Regions from separate parts of the Mus musculus genome. Here region 1 is linked to region 2. The links are chromatin contacts, called in public HiChIP or PLAC-seq maps. All regions are on one chromosome and are shown on one strand. The core of a region is the stretch at or near the end of the contact, and the rest is flanking DNA. Distances in the headings are between cores, read along the strand shown.

The links. HiChIP or PLAC-seq counts read pairs in DNA pulled down with a chosen protein or histone mark.
Region 1: an H3K4me3 HiChIP or PLAC-seq map of embryonic stem cells shows a contact between it and region 2, with 39 read pairs. The contact joins the enhancer-like site here to the promoter of Mta3 in region 2. A contact is called at or near these places in 1 of 484 Hi-C or Micro-C datasets (cerebral cortex), 2 of 115 datasets of contacts at active chromatin or transcription factors (the HPC-7 cell line and embryonic stem cells) and 4 of 9 other capture datasets (adipose tissue, embryonic stem cells, liver and 1 more).

Annotation. Positions count from the first base shown.
Region 1 is chr17:83,750,436-83,756,045 of GRCm38.p6, forward strand. Mta3 (metastasis associated 3) reads left to right here. Exons shown (of 17, transcript NM_001379391.1): 5 at 3,419-3,482; 6 at 5,124-5,241. Among named protein-coding and RNA genes, the nearest start is that of Gm46597, 25 kb to the right of the region's middle. Within about 2 kb of position 3,091, at least 8 of the 459 cell types and tissues checked have an H3K27ac peak or open chromatin away from gene starts, as enhancers often do. A contact at or near this core is called in embryonic stem cells, where this site is marked.
Region 2 is chr17:83,704,839-83,710,935 of GRCm38.p6, forward strand. Mta3 (metastasis associated 3) reads left to right here and starts at 1,346. Exons shown (of 17, transcript NM_001379391.1): 1 at 1,346-1,447; 2 at 3,561-3,628. The coding sequence starts at 1,420.

The DNA of each region.
Region 1 (5,610 bases), core at 1,841-4,340, 47 kb after region 2:
ACAAGCAGCTTCTGGCCAACTACACCCTGGAATGTGGTTGATAAACCCAGTGACACTCCTTTGGAGAGAACTGTTGTTCCCTGTCTCAGAAGGTGTTGATTGCAAATAGCTTCTTGGTTAAGGGTGGGACCCTGTCTTAGTTAGGGTTCTACTGCTGCAAAGAGACACTAAGAACAACACAACTCTTATAAAGAAAACCATTTAATTGGGGCTGGGTTACAGGTTCAGAGGTTCAGTCCATTATGATGGGAACATGGCAGCGTGCAGGCCGACTTGATGCTGGAGGAGCTGAGAGTTCTACATCTTGATCCAAAGGCAAGGACATCCTCTAGCAAGGCCACACCTCCTAACAGTGCCACTCCCCAGGGCCAAGCATTCAGACACATGAATCTATGGAGACCAAACCTACTCAAACCACCATAGATACTGTTTTTCTTCTTCAGTGCTGGGATCTGTCTGGTTTGCAGCTGTGCAGGCCCTGTGCATGCTATCACGGTCTCTGACAGCCCCGCCGTGTCTGGAAGATGCAGTGTCCTGGCTGAGGAGCACTCCCTGCCTTAAGTGCTGATGTACTTTAGTCTGCATCTTGGTGCGGAGTTCTCTGTCCTCACACAGTCTTCATGCCGTGAGGCTGTCTAGGCTGTCCTGATGATAACACGATGTCTCTGTCATCCGACCTGGAGAGGACAGTCTTCCTTTACACTGTTTGGAACTCCCTGTTCCTCTAATGAAAGGGGACAGGGGTCTGGCAGAGGGTTTTCCTTCTCTGAGTCCTCTTTGTTTCTTTTCCTCTTTGTTACCAAGTCTGTGTTCTTCACAGGCCACGGACACACTGGATTTCCCCTAACACTACTTGATGTTGTCTCTTATTTACAGAACCCACTGACACTGAATTTAAACTTCAACCTTCTTTTCTTGGCTTTTTAATTCCTCTTAACACTTAGAGGAGAGTGATGGAGTGTCTTCCTGGCGCTGCTGTTTGGTTTTGCTTTTGTTGATACTGGGCTCACATCACCCAGGCTAGCCTTGAACGCCCTAGGTAACCAAGGATGACTTTGAATTTGCAGTGCTCCTGCTTCTACTGCCCAAGTGATGGGTCTAGGCAGGCGCTACCCCTCTCCCATTTACCAAGCGCTAGAGATCAGACCCAGGGCTTCACGCCTAGAAGGCTCTTTTTCACCTTGGCTGTACCCTCTGCTTCCCAAATTGCCTTCTCTTAATTTTTATTAGTTAAAATTATCCTGTTTAAGTATTACAATAGAAAATAAGTATTTGAATAGAAATGTATAGAAGTATCTAAACTGTCTCTCTTCTTTGTCCCGTTCTACTTATAATCTAAAAACCTACAAAGTCACACTCTTGAATAAGCACTCTGAAATGTTAGGGATTATTAGCCTGCAACTTGTAGCTCTTAACAGTGGCTCTCAGTGAAGGATGGCCTCCCATAGAACATTAAATGGGCCCGGGAAGCTTTGCTTGTCACAATTGGATACTGATGTTATCTATGTTGCAGTTGCTGCTACCCATAATTCAGGCCCTGCAACAAAGACACGCCTATTCCCATGGCAGCCAGTGGTGCCAAGCCCAAGACACCTGATGGAGAATTAGCAGCTTTGTGTGTGTGTGTGTGTATATGTGTGTGTGTGAGTGTGTGATGTATAATATCTACATGTACTAGTGCAGTTTACCTGCTTAAGATCCTTCCTTTAGCTTTTTGTTTTTAAAAGAAATCACACACACACACAGTGAGCCTGGAACTCACTCGGGTGACTTTAAGCTTGTGATCCACTCTTAAGAGTCGCAAATGCTAGGATTACAAGTGTGGGCCATTATTCCTGCTACAAACAAATTTTAGGAAACTTAAAAAAAAAAAAAAGAAAAAGAAAAAGAAAAGAAACAGAACAAAACAAAACAGAAGGAAAAAAGGGGTCCTTCTCAACCCAGATCTTAGAAAACTTTCATTTAAAAATTTTAAATTGATTTATTATTGTTTTTTGTTTGTTTTGTTTTTGAGACAGATGTCACTCCAGGGAGCAAGCAGCTTCCTTTGCCTTCCTGAGTGCTGGGAACGAAGGTGTGCGGGGCCACGCCTGTTTTCGTGAATCTCCACACCTAAATTGGGCAGATCTACCGCTACACTCCCATCTTCCACATCTATGAGACCCCTTTGAACTTGCTGTTTCTCCAGACCATGTGCTTCTGCTCCTCTTTTCTTCTTCCTCCTCCTCCTCTGCGTCCTCTCCCTCTTCCATTTTCTCCTTCTCTCTCTCCACCTTCTGCTCCACCTTCCCTTTTATCTGCCCAACCATCAGCTCTCCTTTATTTTATAAATTTAGGTGGGAAGCAGGTTTACAGGAAAACACCTGAGTGCTGACTCAGTTCCCATTCACAACCACTCTCGGGAGAACGGAATTAACATCAAATTTAACTAGTCCCAGGGCTATCCACAGCACTCGGCCACCTAGAAAATTTGCTTTTGATCAGTGCTTTAGCATTTTAGTTGTGGTGTTGTATTTTGTTTTGTTTTGTTTGCTTTTAATTGGTGTTTTTCTTTGACTAGTACTTCACCCTAGCGATCTGAGAGAGAGGCCTTGTCTGGTGCGTGTTCTTGTAGTGTTTGGCTTTGCATGTTTGCATGGTTATTGTGGCTTAGAGTAAACTGTTCTTAAACCAATGGACAATAACTTTGAAAGTATTTGTCATCCGTCCTTCTACCTTTTATAATTGAAGTTTCTCAGCCTGACATGGTGGCACACACCTTTAATCTCAGCACTTGAGAAGCAGGTCTGCATCTGTGAATTCAAGGCAAGCCAGGGCTACATAGTACCTGCCTCTTACTTCTGAAGTCACCCTCAGGGCTCCACCCTAGGCCTCAATTCCAGGATGTGGGAACCTTACTTTGCCCCTTGCTCTGCAGGAGTCATTTAAAGCTGAATCAGCCTTTACAATAGTCCCAGGAGTGGTCAGTTGGTTACATCCTGAATGCACATTATTTCCAGGTTCCCATAAAGAGGTCTGACTGTTATTGTATGTGCTCTTTGTATAGGGATGACCGAAGACCCCTTTTGCGCGATTTCACCTCAATGCTTTTTTCATAGCCTGAGAGTCTCACTGTTAGCCTGAGGCTTTCACTGGGTTTCTTTCTTTTGTAGTGTATAATTAGGAAGCGCCTGTAAGGTGTCTTTTGTAATGATTTTCTGTCTAGTAACGTTGCCAGGACTGGCTGGCCTCTAAATGCCTGTCACCAGGCTTTATTGTACGGGTCACTGGAGACCAGGACTGTAAAGTTGATCTGAAGAGTCTCAGTATGTCCCTGGCTGTCATCGAGACTTTCATCTACACTCAGGATCTGAGTGTCCCTAGCTAGTATGTAACCACTGAGACTGTAACACCTGTCGTGTGTTCCTTTCTTTACCAGGGGGAAGTGCAGCGTGGCCCTGCTGAATGAGACAGAATCCGTGTTGTCATACCTTGACAAGGAGGTAATTTGCAGCCGTCTCCGCTTTTGTTTTCTCTCCGTTACTTCACACGAAGCCCACACTTTGGATGTCCTTTTGGGCCAGCGTGTTATTGTGCCTTCCTTGCAAGGCGACACCAACCAGAGTGCATTTCGGCAGTAGCATTGTCCAGGCTAAAGGCAGAGTCATCAAAAGCAGTGGCCTTTGCCACTTGCCAGTGAGAGGCTCAGGACAGAGATGTGGGTGTTTATCTCTGAGCCTCGTTCCTTCTCACTCTGGCCCTAGGTTTTGAGTAAATGGCTCACGCTCTAGGGGCTCTGCAGAATTCCTAAGAGTTTAGTGGCCTGGTCACTCTGCTTATTAACTCTTGGGCACTGGAGGCTTTTTTGGTTATGTTGTCTTTAAAAATTATTATTACTATATGTTTGTGTGTCTGCCCACATGCACATACATGGAATGGCTACAGGGCAGACATGGATGCTATTGTGTGCATAAGGAGGTCACAGGACACCTTGGTAGACTCACTTCTGTACAGCTACCTTTTTTTTTTATTTTAAGATTTATTTATTTATTTTATGTTTGAGTACACTGTAGCTGTGTTCAGACATACCAGGTCCCATTACAGATGGTTGTGAGTTACCATGTGGGTGCTAGGAATTGAACCCAAGACCCCTGGAAGAGCAGTCAGTGCTCTTAACTGCCGAGCCATCTCACCGGCCCCCATCTACCTTTTTATGTGGGTTGCGGGTCATTAGTCTTGGACTGCAAGCAACCTTTCCCCTCTGAGTAGTCTCACTGGCCTCACTGAGCGTTTACAGAACCAGTGGAGTCTTCAGTGTGAGGGCTGGTTGGTGGTAAACGCTGTAGTTAGTTGCAGCTGTGTCTATCCTTATAGTCACGCCTACACATTACAGCTGGGACGAGAATGACAGAATTATAATAACTTGTTGACGGAATTTGCATAGTGATATTAACAGACCTCATGGATGGGGCAGAGGGATGGCTCAGTGGTCATGAGCACTTGATCTTGTAAAGGACCTGGGCTCTGTTCTCAGCACCCACTTGGCAACTTACAGCCACCTGTAAGTCCAGTTCCAGAGGATCCCGTGCCTTTTCCTGTGGGTTCAGGATTGTGTGTAATACACAGACACACATGCAGGCAAAGACGGATACACATAAAGTAAAAATAAAAACCACACACATGTAAGCTTTACTCTTGTATATTTAGTCAATATATGTGGCTTTTGGTTTGCTCGCTTGCTTGCTTTTGAGACAGTCTCACTATGTATGTATGTTTGTATGAATGCATGCATGAGCTCACAGAGATCCTCCTGCCTCTGTCTTCTGAGTGCTGGGACTAAAGATGTAACCATCACACCCCAGCTTCATTTTGTTTTTGAAACAGAGTTTTGCTGTGTTGCTCAGACTGGCCTCAAAAGATCCTCCTGCCTCAGCCTTCCTTATAGCTTGGCAAAACTCTGTACTAGAGTAATTAATGGCTTTCTTTCATATTAAAACAAATTATAAAATTTTGTATTCTTCTTAAAGATTAACGTATTCACTAAAATGGACTCTTATATACTCAGAAGTTAAAGTTACATAATTCACTTTACAGAAGTAGACCGAGCTCATCTCACTTGGGTGGCTTTTGTCTTTGTTTTCCAGGATACCTTCTTCTACTCACTGGTATACGACCCTTCAGTGAAAACATTATTGGCTGACAAAGGTGAAATCAGAGTGGGCCCAAAGTACCAAGCTGACATTCCAGACATGCTACCAGAAGGTGAGTGTGCTCTGGGTTCAAGTCCTGGGAAACTGGTGTTCTACAACTGGAGGGTTTTTGGAACCTTCATGGAAGACAAACTATAAACGGACAGTTTAAAAGTCTGAGCCTTCCAATTTTAGAAGCATAGACAGCGTGAGAGAATAATCTACTCACCGTGACTCCTTCATGACTGCACGTTAGTCTGTGGGTTGTGTGTACACGCATATGTGTGTGAGTGGGTGTGTATATCTCTGTGTGTGGTGTGTTCATGTGTGTGTGTAGTGTGTGCATGCATGTGTGAGTGTGGGGGTGTGGTTCACACAGGTTTGTGTGTGAGTGTGGGGTGGGGTAGACCAGTGGTCAGCGTCCTGTAGGGTGTCTGTCACC
Region 2 (6,097 bases), core at 96-2,595:
ATCTATATTCAAAACCTCATAGAGGGTGTGAGGAACGTGAAAAGGGATCTATAGCTACTCAGCATGGGAAAACTAGCCACTTAAGAGCTTTCTGATGGGACAAGTGATCCTACACCTGTAATATAACCCAGCACTCAGGAGGCTGAGGCAGGAGGCTACAAGAGCCAGCCTGAACTGAGACCCGTATTAAAACAAGTAATGTTGGTGAGGTAGCTCAGTATAGCCAGGCCTGACTATCTGAGTTCAATCTCTACTCCTATGATAGACCTATACATATATATCTCATAGCATTCATGCCCTCACATGATAGATAGATAAATAGATGCATGGATGGATAGATAAGTAAATAAGTGTATTAAGAATTTAAAAACAAACCAACAAACATGAAAAGTTAGTTCTATAGTTAAATGACTAGCCTGTGCAAAGACCTGGCTTCAATCCCCATTAATGCAAAAAAAAAAAAAAACCAAAAAACCAAAAACGGGGATTGGGGCGAGGACGTGCTTTTTGACATAAAACTAGTTAGCTGACCAGCAACCCCAAGCTGTTAGACACGACCTCCTCCTTTTGATGGGGGGAAAACTGCGGATTGTGGAAACCCTGTTCTTCTACCGGCAAAGGAAGCCCTCTTGTGCTGAAGGCCTCCCCTGGTCAAAGCACACGCTGTACACAAAGCCTGTTTAGAGGCAGGGCTAGAGGATGTGTGTGTGTGTGTGTGTGTGTGGGGGGGGGGGTCGGTTTTGTTCAGCCCAGTTTTGGCACAGCCACGACTGACCTGCCAGTGTGGTCGGGGTGAGAAAGTCAGCTTCCAGTTCTTTTCATAGCTGGGTCTCAGACTTGAGCAAGCTGCAAGTACGTAGGGTCTTCTTGGCCCCAGGGCCTGTAGGCTCTAAAGCCACCAAACGTCCTCTCACCACGAGGGAGGGACGCAAACAAGCATCTGTCGCTTGCATTGGCTGCATCGGAGAGTTGTACCCAGAAGGGCGTTCGTGTGCTTGAGGTCACACATAGAGGGGTGTCCCTGGGGAACAGAAGCAGGAAAGGAGAACCTGTCCCAAGGTGGACAGGTGACGCGGGCGAGAGAGACGCTCGGAGTGGCTGAACCTCTGTCCCCACCCTGGTTCTTCCACAGCCCCTGACCCTGGTGTGCTACCCCGAGGCTAGTGCGGGTGGCCCCTGGGGTCTTCGGCCCCCCGCAGCCCGCCGCCCCGTTCCCGCCGTGCTCCGGCCTCCCGGGCCCGCTCGGCGTCGCTCTGCCGGCGCTGGGGGCGGGCACAGCCCCCTCCCTCGGTGTCCCCTCCCCGTCCCTCCCCCTCCCCCGTGGCGAGGCGGCGGCGGCGGCGGCAGCGGCGGCGGTCGAGGCTGAGGCGGCGGCGGCGGGCGGGGCTCGGCTCGGGCTCCGCGGGCGGGCGGGCGGACATGGCGGCCAACATGTACCGGGTCGGAGGTAGGAAGGCTCGGCCCTTCCCGGCCCGTCGGGGAGCGGGCGGTGGGAGCGGGGGTCCGGGCAGCGCACGCTTACTGCCAGCAGCCCGGGAGCCCGGGGCTGAGGGCGCCGCGGGCGGGGCGCAGGGGGATCCCCACCCCCACTCCCCTCCCCCACCGCTCCTGCCCGGCGTCTCGGGGCCAGGCCTCTTCTGGGGACACGCATCGGACACCCCCTTTACGAACGCCCCAAAGGGACAGAGCCCCTGCAAGCCCCCTAGCTGAGTGGTCTTTCCCTCGCGTGGCTTTTGGGCACGAGGGAGGGGGGCTTGAGCACCCCTCACCCCAAACCCCGGCTTCTGCCTCGGTGTTAGCGTGGGCTGGGGACGATGGTGGCCCAGGTGGGGGGCAGAGCTCGACAGGCCTGTTTGCAGAGCCCGGGCCCTGCACCGTCGCTGCTTCACCCCCCATTCCCTTCGGTTTCCCGTTCAGTCCCCCTGAGAGTGGGGCTGTGTGTGGGGCCAGGGAGCCGCAGCCCCAGGTAGGGAGTAGAGCTCAGCCTGGACGTTGGCTCTGCTGTCTGTCTTTCCAGCCTTCTGCAGAAGAGAGAGAAATAAGGTCAAACAAACTTTCCCTGCTCACGACGCCCTCCCTCCCTCCTTCCTGGTAAAATAATAATTCAGATAAGTGGCGTGTTTGTGAGTGAGACTTGCTCTTCCGTCTTTGCTCATTAGCCGAGCTCCTGATGGATGATGGTGGGGGAATGGCCTGGCTAAATGAGGCCACTTAGCAGCAGAGGGCTGGGAGAGAGCCGCCTAGGTAGACCGTGACTGTGCAGTCTAGTCTCTCAGGTAAACACATAGTGGGAAGTTTCCAGCCACTCTGTAGAGGAAAAATCCTGTACCTTTGGTTGAAAACTTGCCATGGTTTCTTTATAAGAAGGGTCTAAATGGAGTTGAATCAAATATAAAAAAAGGGGGGAAAAAAAACAACCCAACACCCAGCCCCTATTCCTCACCATCCCAGGTAGAGCAAGGAAAAGTTTGATACCTGCTTGCCCTTACACATTCTGCCTGCCGATTTTTTTTTTTAAGTTGATGTTTGAAATGAATTTGGGCTGTTAAGCCTTTCTTTTTCTCCTGATTTGTCTCAGGTCAACACTTTTATGTAAGAATCGTTGTTGAGGGCTGGTTGGATTGGAGGGATGAGGCGCTAGTGGGAGGCTGCGTTGATGAGCTCTGATACATAGTGATGAAGGGGTTTGCCTATCATGTTGTGGTGGGGTTGTTTGGTTGTTTGAGGCAAGGTGTCTACTTAGGCCTAGATGCCCTAGGATTCAGTCCTAGACCAGGCTGGCCTCACAGAGATCTGCTTGCCTCTGCTCCATAGGTGCTGGGATTTAAGACCTGTGCTTTTTGTTGTTGTTTGAGGCAAAGTCTTGCTATGTAGCACGAGGCTGGCCTCTGCTTTGTGATTCTCCTGCCTTTGTGTCCCACTCCCCCCAATTACAGCAAGCCATGCTTTTTTTTGTTTTTTTTTTTAAATTAAATAATTAATTCAAGGGTGACCACTGTGGCACATGCCAGTAAATTCAGCCTGTAAGTGTTGGGCCAGGAGGCTTAGGAGTTGAAGGCCAGTCTCAATTACTTCACCAGTTCTTGCCAGCCCGGACTGCTATTTTCAAAAAGAAAATGAAATGTAAGCAGGATGTGGTACGTGGTACATACCACTAATCTCCACTTGAGTGTGTGAGGCTGGGGGATGTTGAGTTAGTTCTAGATGAGCTTGGGCTACTTCGTCAGGGGTGGGAATTCTAGGACGGTGATAAACTTGGAACCGCTTACAGAGGCTGCCTTACAGTGGCTTGCCTACTTCCTAACGCATAGGGAATTGTAGCCCAAGAGATGGTGGCTCACCTTTAATCCCAGCTCTCCAGTCCTGGGCAGAGGCAGGCAGGTCTCTGCTGTGAGTTTGAGGCCAGTCTGGTGAACAAGGCAAGCTCTCTGAGACATGCCGAGCTATCTCATGTGACCCTGTCTAAAACAAAACGGAAAATAAACAAAAACAAGAAAAGGGCTCTGAGCTGTCAAATGTGAGCTCTTGGTTGAAAAGACCTGTGCGTTTTTTGTTTGCAGACTACGTTTATTTTGAGAATTCCTCCAGCAACCCGTACCTCATCAGACGGATAGAGGAGCTCAACAAGGTGAGTGAGCAGTGTGGCATCACCTGGCCAACACCGAAGCGCTTCCCCTTTAAGGGTTACTGGGTAAAGGGCCCGAGAGGTGATTTTTACTTTCAGTTCCAGGCTAATTACAGAGTTCTGCAGGCATCTGAATATTTGTTGGCTTCTTATAAAGATTTTTGACCCATGTTACGTTTGTTTCTTCAGATTGCTTTGAACCTTGAAGATCAGGCCAGTTGTGTGTAACTTGACTTCTGTTCATATTTAAGACTGTAGGCATGTTTCATATTTAAACATTAGGCATGTTTGTTTGAGCTAGGCTTACAATGACTTCCAAAAAAATCTCAATCCTCCTGCCTCAGTTTCCCAAGCGCTGTTTCACATCTGCTAGTGAATGAGTATATTCCTCCTCGAGCTTTAGAAGGAAGAATCTAATTTGGGCGTGGTGGTTCATGCCTAGAGTCAGGGGCATGGCAGCCCAGTGTCAGCCAGTCTCAGCCTCCACCCCTCCCCACAACACACAAAATTGTAAAATGAGTCGGCGGCGTGACAGGCACCTGATACCTAGTTTGAGTTTGTCCTGCGTTGTATCACTGAGACTGTCTTAAAAAAACAAAATGAGAGGCTGAGGAGATGACTTGCAAGCATGAGGACTTGAGTTCAATTCCCAGAATCTGAAAGAAAAACCGGTTTAGTGGCTCAGGCTGATAATCCTGCCCTGGGGCTTCCGCACCAGCCAACCAGGCTCTCCTACTTGGAGAGTTCCAAGCTAGCAAGAGAGACAGAACTCAAAAATGAAAGGAAAAGAAAATGAGCTGGCCAGAGCACACACCTTTCTTTAATTCTGGCACTAGGTAGGCAAAGGCAGAGACAGGTGGGTTTCTGAGTTCAAGGCCAGCCTGGTCTACAAGAGATCCAGGACAGCAGGGCTACACAGAGAAACCCTGTCTCAAAAAAATCCAAACCGAACAGGCAAACAAATGAACCAAAGTACTTGATGAATAGTAATGTTATATATTAGCATAAACCTTAGACAGTTTAGAGACTCATTAGTTCAACAATTGTTTACTTAATGCCTTTAACTATGTGCCAACCACTTATCCTAAAATACTTAAAATGTACTATTGACTGAAACAAACAAACAAACAAAAAAACTGCGGTACACACTGGTTTAGAAAAACAGGAAATGAAAATAAACACAACGTAGTATGTATTTATATGTATATGTGGTTTTCTCCTGTTCTTCCTCCAAAAGATTACTGTCATTTCATCTGAGCACAGATTAGGGGAAAGTAAAAAAGAGAAGTTTCTGATGTTTTGGTTCTGGTTTCTGTTTTTTTTTTTTTTTTTTTTTTCTTGAGACAGGGTTTCTCTGTATAGCCCCGACTGTCCTGGAACTCACTTTGTAGACCAGGCTGGCCTTGAACTCAGAAATCTGCCTGCCTCTGCCTCCTGAGTGCTGGGATTAAAGGCGTGCACCACCACGCCTGGCTTGGTTTCTGGTTTTGAGACAGGGTTTGTGTTATGAAATATGATAAGCTCCCCCACACCCCCACCCCGGTGGGGTAGATGGGAGGGTGGGTGGTACCTGGTGGGATCATGCCAAGGTGCCCCATGGGAAGTCACACCATGCAAAGAAACCTGATATAAAGGAGGAGGGGGCTGGAGAGGGTTAGAGGCAGGTGGACGGGAGCAAGAGGCACAGGGGCAGAAAAGGACAGAAAGGGGGAGAGAGGGCCCAGCCGGAACACATGGGAACTGGGGGAGAGAGAACTAGGGTGGCTAGAAGTCCTGCACCTGGAGGTCAGTAATCGAAGCAGGTGGCAAGTGATGACCTAAGCTTGCTAGGTAGGTCCTTAGGAGGAGCCTAGTAGAATTGCCTGTAAGCCCACAGTTTCATGTAGCCCAGGCTGGCTGTGAACTCCTGGTGCTCTAGCCTGGGACTCTTCAATGCAGGGCTCAGAGTCCTGAATCACCTATGGCAAGAAAGCGTACAAGATGTGCCATACCGAGCTGTGCTCATCAAGAGGGTTTAGTTTTGAATGTAAAAGTTCCAGACTTTTCTTTAAGAAGATTGTTCAAGGTCCTGGGTTTTGTCACCATCCTCACTCACGAGAGGCGACACATTTGCATCCCAGATTCCATGTTTATAGAGCACAATCCTGTGTGTGACATTTTAAACTTAGCACAGCTGTGATTTTGCTTTTTATCTGTGAGACTATGGCGAATGTCTTCATCTCTTACATACACGCTATACATCACTTAGGCTTGTCCAGTGTGTGAAAGGGCCAAATGTGGCTCAGTGGGGAGAGCTTGCCTGCCCCGCACCGAAAAACTAGGTGTGGTGCTCCATACCAGTCCTCCCAGTATGGGGGAGTAGAGGCTGGGCATGGGGAGTGCTCATCGGCTCACAGAGAGGGAGAGCTCAAGGCCAGCCCGAAGAACATGAGACCTTGTCTCAAAAACAAAAATGCCTCCTTGCTTGCTTTT